Linked DNA regions of Mus musculus: region 1 is linked to region 2. The links are chromatin contacts, called in public HiChIP or PLAC-seq maps. All regions are on one chromosome and are shown on one strand. Each heading gives the region's core, a stretch centred on a gene start, on an enhancer-like site or on the middle of the called end of the contact. The rest is flanking DNA. Distances are from core to core; before and after follow the strand shown. Region 1 has its middle 25 kb from the start of Gm38579. Region 2 has its middle 23 kb from the start of Gm39336.

Evidence for each region. HiChIP or PLAC-seq counts read pairs in DNA pulled down with a chosen protein or histone mark.
Region 1: a contact with region 2 is called in a BATF HiChIP or PLAC-seq map of CD8 T cells, with 8 read pairs. The contact joins two enhancer-like sites. A contact is called at or near these places in 3 of 15 datasets of contacts at CTCF or cohesin (CD8 T cells and embryonic stem cells), 44 of 484 Hi-C or Micro-C datasets (CD8 T cells, the CH12 cell line, ECoMG myeloid progenitors and 22 more) and 7 of 115 datasets of contacts at active chromatin or transcription factors (CD8 T cells, DN3 thymocytes, the HPC-7 cell line and 4 more).

Annotation. Positions count from the first base shown.
Region 1 is chr9:50,415,564-50,418,263 of GRCm38.p6, reverse strand. No RefSeq gene overlaps it. Among named protein-coding and RNA genes, the nearest start is that of Gm38579, 25 kb to the right of the region's middle. Within about 2 kb of position 1,438, at least 42 of the 459 cell types and tissues checked have an H3K27ac peak or open chromatin away from gene starts, as enhancers often do. A contact at or near this core is called in CD8 T cells, the HPC-7 cell line, Th1 cells and 2 more, where this site is marked.
Region 2 is chr9:50,323,620-50,326,449 of GRCm38.p6, reverse strand. No RefSeq gene overlaps it. Among named protein-coding and RNA genes, the nearest start is that of Gm39336, 23 kb to the right of the region's middle. Within about 2 kb of position 1,534, at least 28 of the 459 cell types and tissues checked have an H3K27ac peak or open chromatin away from gene starts, as enhancers often do. A contact at or near this core is called in CD8 T cells, the HPC-7 cell line, Th1 cells and 2 more, where this site is marked.

The DNA of each region.
Region 1 (2,700 bases), core at 189-2,688, 92 kb before region 2:
ATTGCTGTTCTATTCAGGAATTTTTCCCCTGTACCTATATCTTCAAGGCTTTCCCTCACTTTCTCCTCTATAAGTTTCAGTGTCTCTGGTTTTATGTGGAGCTCCTTGATCCACTTAGATTTGACCTTAGTAAAGGAGATAGGAATGGATCAATTCGCATTCTTCTACATGATAACCGCCAGTTGTGCCAGCACCATTTGTTGAAAATGCTGTCTTTTTTCCACTGGATGGTTTTAGCTCCCTTGTCGAAGATCAAGTGACCATAGGTGTGTGGGTTCAATTCTGTGTTTTCAATTCTATTCCATTGGTCTACTTGTCTGTTGCTGTACCAGTACCATGCAGTTTTTATCACAATTGCTCTGTAGTACAGCTTTAGGTCGGGCATGGTGATTCCACCAGAGATTCTTTTATCCTTGAGAAGAGTTTTTGCTATCCTAGGTTTTTTGTTATTCCAGATGAATTTGCAGATTGCTCTTTCTAATTCGTTAAAGAATTGAGTTGGAACAGAACCATTTCTTTAGCTTTACAAATTCTCTCACATTGCCCCTTCATAGTTCTACCCAAGTCCCTGAACTCCTAGCAACTGTTAGTGTGTTTTCCAAAACTATGGTTTTGTCCTTTCAGCAATGAGATTTTGCTTTTAAAAGATGGGAACGAAAGTCAACCCCACTCGCCTTTTGAGACAGGGTTTCTCTGTGTAGCCCTAGCTGTCCTGAAACTCACTTTGTAGACCAGGGTGGCCTCTAACTCACTGAGACCCATCTGTCTCGGATTCCCAAGTGCTGGTATTAAGATTCTTAAAATAGCTGTGCTTTTGTGCTCCCACATACAGCTCGAAAGTCTTCTGATCAGTTGAAGCAGGGATCCAGTGACACTTGCCCAGTGATATGTGGTCCCAAGTCCCATGAGACTGAACTCAGGAATTCTGCAAGTGCCTTTACCTGTGGCCCCCTTTCTCCTTGGGGACTGTTGGCCCTCATCCCTGAGCATTGACTTACTGACTTCAGATCAGCTTCAGCAAGACAGCTTAACTTCATTTGGGACAAACAAGGGCTGTATAGATCTTGGAGAGTGGGTAGGGACTTTCACGGTGGATGTTATATTATTGCCTACAGTAAAGGCCTGGGAATGCTTCATTTCCATGAAGAGGAATTCCAAGAACCTGCTGGGGAGGCTCTTAGCAGGAGAGAGAGACAATTGGACCTGTTATCTGGCCATAGACTACGTGACTGTCCTCACAGGTTCTTTGGGAGTTACAGGTGGGAAGGACTGATCGGTCATAGCTCAGTACCTAATTATCATTTTGGCAGGAAGTGCTGAGTGGGACTTAAGTGCTGAATCATGCAGCACCTGCAGGAAGCTCTGCACAGGGCCTTCCTCCAGATAAGGTCAGGCATCTGTGCTAAGAGATGATCTCCAGATAAGATTGGGCAGAGAAGAGGAAGCCCTGCTGAAAAAAAAAAAAAGTTCTCCATTTTGCACCAAGCTCAGGGACCTTATCAGAACTCGGTAGACTGCAACCTTAATAGCAGGGCCTTCCAACATTTAGCCACTGGGTTATCTCACCAGCCCTTTCTTTTCTTTTGACTTGTCCTATTTTCCATACCTACTAGCAGGCATATTGGAAAATACAGTCTTTATTCCACACACCCATTTGCTTGGCCAAAGATTAGAGAATATGCTTAAGAATATGACTAATAGTCCAAAGTGAGAGTGTGGCAGTCCATGTGAGGTAGCCATGGGATTTCTAGCACTGAAGAATTGCAAGAGGATTATTTGGATTTAAGTGAAAGGGAAAGCTTTGGCTCTTGAAGTATTCCTTCTGGTGTGGCTCTCACTCTTCGAATTTCCCCCGAGGGTGCCAGCTTCCATTTGAAATTTAGACCCAGGTAACACAGCAGCTCTCTGTGTCTGTCCTTTCTGGGAATGGGATCTCCTAGACACTTTTCTTCTTCTTCTTCTTCTTCTTCTTCTTCTTCTTCTTCTTCTTCTTCTTCTTCTTCTTCTTCTTCTTCTTCTTTCCTTCTCCTTCTCCTTCTCCTTCTCCTTCTCCTTCTCCTTCTCCTTCTCCTTCTCCTTCTCCTTCTCCTTCTCCTTCTCCTTCTCCTTCTCCTTCTCCTTCTCCTTCTCCTCCTCCTCCTCCTCCTCCTCTTCTTCTTCTTCTTCTTCTTCTTCTTCTTCTTCTTCTTCTTCTTCTTCTTCTTCTCCTTCTTCTCCTTCTCCTCCTTCTCCTCCTTCTCCTCCCCTCCCCCTCCCCCTCCCCCCCTCCTCCTCCTCCTCCTCTTCCTCTTCTTCTTCTTCTTCTTCTTCTTCTCCTTCTCCTTTTCCTTCTTCTCCTCCTTCTCCTCCCCTCCTCCTCCCCCTCCTCCTCCTCCTTTTCTTCTTCTTCTTCTTCTTCTTCTTCTTCTTCTTCTTCTTCTTCTTCTTCTTCTTCTTCCTCTTTCTTCTTCCTTCTTCCTTCTTCCTCTTTCTTCTTCTCCTTTTCTCCTCCTCCTTCTCCTCCTCGTCCTTCAATTTTTACTTAAGAGATGTAGAGCTGGTCAGTGGTGGTGCATGCCTTTAATCCCAGCACTTGGGAAGCAGAGGCAGGCAGATTTCTGAGTTCAAGGCCAGCCTGGTCTACAAAGTAAGTTCCAGGACAGTCAGGGCTACACAGAAAAACCCTGTCTCAAAACAAACAAACAAACAAACAAACAAAAA
Region 2 (2,830 bases), core at 285-2,784:
GGTCCTCCTGGGTACCAAACCACCCTGACATCTCAAGTCACATTGCAGAACTAGATGTATCCTCTCCCACTGAGGCCAGCCAAGACAGTCCAGTTAGGGGAACAGGATCCACAGGCAGGCAACAGAACCCGCGAAAGCTGCAGGTTTTTTTTTTTTTTTGAAAGAAGTTTGTATTTTTTTTTTCTTTTTTCCAGAAGTTGATTTTTTTTTTTTTTTTTTTTTTGAGACAGGGTTTCTCTGTATAGCCCTGGCTGTCCTGGAACTCACTTTGTAAACCAGGCTGGCCTCTAACTCAGAAATCCACCTGCCTCTGCCTCCCAAGTGCTGGGATTAAAGGCGTGCACCACCATTGCCCAGCCAGAAGTTGAATTCTTGATTGGCAGTTGTTTGTTTTCAATACATTGGCTATTCCCTTTTGGCCTGGGTACCATTATAGCTAAGAAGTTGGTGGTCAGGTAGCTTTCTTCCCTCTTCTTTAGTTTATGTATCACAGGGATGGATATGCATGCATGCTTTTCATTATTATTGGGGAAGTTTGGACTCTTAAATGTGTCTGTTGGTGACTTTCACCAACATTCCACCACTATCATTTCAAATATTGACAATTCCTGATTTTCTCCCTCTTCTCTGTGTGAAACACTGCACTGCCTTTGAAATGCTGCACTACTGTTTTAGGGTTTTACTGCTATGAACAGATACCATGACCAAAGCAACTCTTATAAGGACAACATTTAGTTGGGATTGGCTTACAGGTTCAGAGGTTCAGTCCATTATCATCAAGGTGGGAACATGGCAGCAACCAGGCAGGCATGGTGCAGGAGGAGCTGAGAGTTCTACATCTTCATCTGAAGGCTGTTATGAGAAGACTGGCTTCCAGGCAGCTCAGATGAGTCTTAAAGCCCACACCCACAGTGACACACCTACTCCAGGGCCACACCTTCTAATAGTGACACTCCTTAGGCCAAGCACATACAAACCATAAGGGCTTACTTTCTAACCCATGTCTTCTCTCACTTGTCCCCCGTAGCTCAGCTTGTCAGTGGCTAGAACCATCCACTGTTGTTTATTTCAAGATGTTTCCAGGCATTGTTACCAAAAGAGGGTGCTGAAATATTTTATAACTGGAATAGTTTATAATTTTGTTGTAGAGATTTAATGCACATATTCTTTTAAAAGGTCATTTTTATACAATACAATAAGGGCAGCTGAACTTTTTATGTGTGTTGATGGAAACCAGAGCTTTGGACATGCTAGGCAGGTGTTCTCCATTGAGCCTCATCATTGATTTTTTTTTAAAAGAAAATATTTATTTTTATTTTGTGTGTGTGTGACTATTTTCCTGCATGTATACATGTGTGATTGGTGCCCAGGGAGGACAGAAGGGGGCAATGGATCTCCTGGAACTAGAGTTACAGGTGGCGGTGAATCACCGTGTGGGTGTTGTGTGTTGGATCTGGAACGCTCTGGAAGAGCTCTTAACCACAGAGCCCTATATCACTGAATATTTTTTAAAAAATGAAGTCTAACAACTGAGTGCATCTGAGGTTTGTGAATCAGTTTCTGCCTGTTAGCAGCCTCTCTGGTTTCCTGTTGTTGAGTATATGGGTGGTAGTACTCTAATAAATTATGTTTAGAGATTCTTTGAGGCATTGTGCAGGTGTGCTGTTCAAAGAAGGCTCATGTTTAGTTCGATTGCATGCCTTAGGGAATTCCTGGTCTAGAAACAGTAATTTAAATCCATGTCCTGAGGACTTTTTTTCTTTCCTTTTTTTTTTGTCCCTCACAAAGCTACAAATCTATTTGATGGCGGTTTGTGTGCTTACAGTTTCTCAGGCGTGTTTTTAGTTTCATCTTCTCCCCGTGGTTCTGACTAATAGCTCTCCTATTGGTGTCTCAGGGTGCTTGTGGTAAGAATGAGGTGGGGAGGAAGGGTTTTTTCTGAGCTCACTCTTATCTGGAAGAGGCTATTTCATACAAGAAGTATCCGTGTGAATTGAAATACTTCCTGCTCCTTCCACCCAGTTCAGTCACTGAACTGGATCTAAACTGGAGCTCGGGTTAGTAGAGACATGCCCTCAGGACAAACACTGCTTTTTGCTCAATTTCCCTGGCCAGGGAAATTCATTCTCAATTATACTTTAGTGTGGTAATTTCTTAGTATGTTGTCTGGCCTTCTTGGATTTAAAGAAAGAGTCAACAGCCATCTTTCTGGTATTTTTGGTGGTTTCTAGCAGGAGTATTGAATTAACTTATTAGATATTGTTATTGCCCAAATGGAAATGTCCATCTCTATTGATGATAAAATAACAAATAAAATCATACTTTTGACTATGATGTCCTAGTTTCATTCGGTGTTTTACCCTGACCAAAAACAATTCAAGGAGGAAAGGGTTTATATTTGGCCTACACTCTCAGGTCACAATTAATCACTGAAGGAAGTCAGGGCAGGAAGTTGGGCTAGGATCTGAAGCAGATACCATGGAGGAACACTGCTTGCTCAATAGGCCATGCTTACCTAGCTCTTTATTATTATTATTATTATTATTATTATTATTATTATTATTATTATTATTATTTTACTTTTTAATTTTTTTATTTTACTAGCCCAGGACCTCCTTCCTAAGGAAGGACACTGCCTACAGTGGGCTGGTCCCTTCTACATCAACTAATAGTTGAGACAATCCTCCTTAGACATTGATACATGCCAACTTGATCTAGGAAATTGCTTAGTTGAGGCTTCTCTCTTGGATGACTCTAAGCTGTGTCAAGTTGTTAGTTAAGGGTAACCAGGGCATATGGTATATTAGAAAGTAAATCTGACATAAGTATA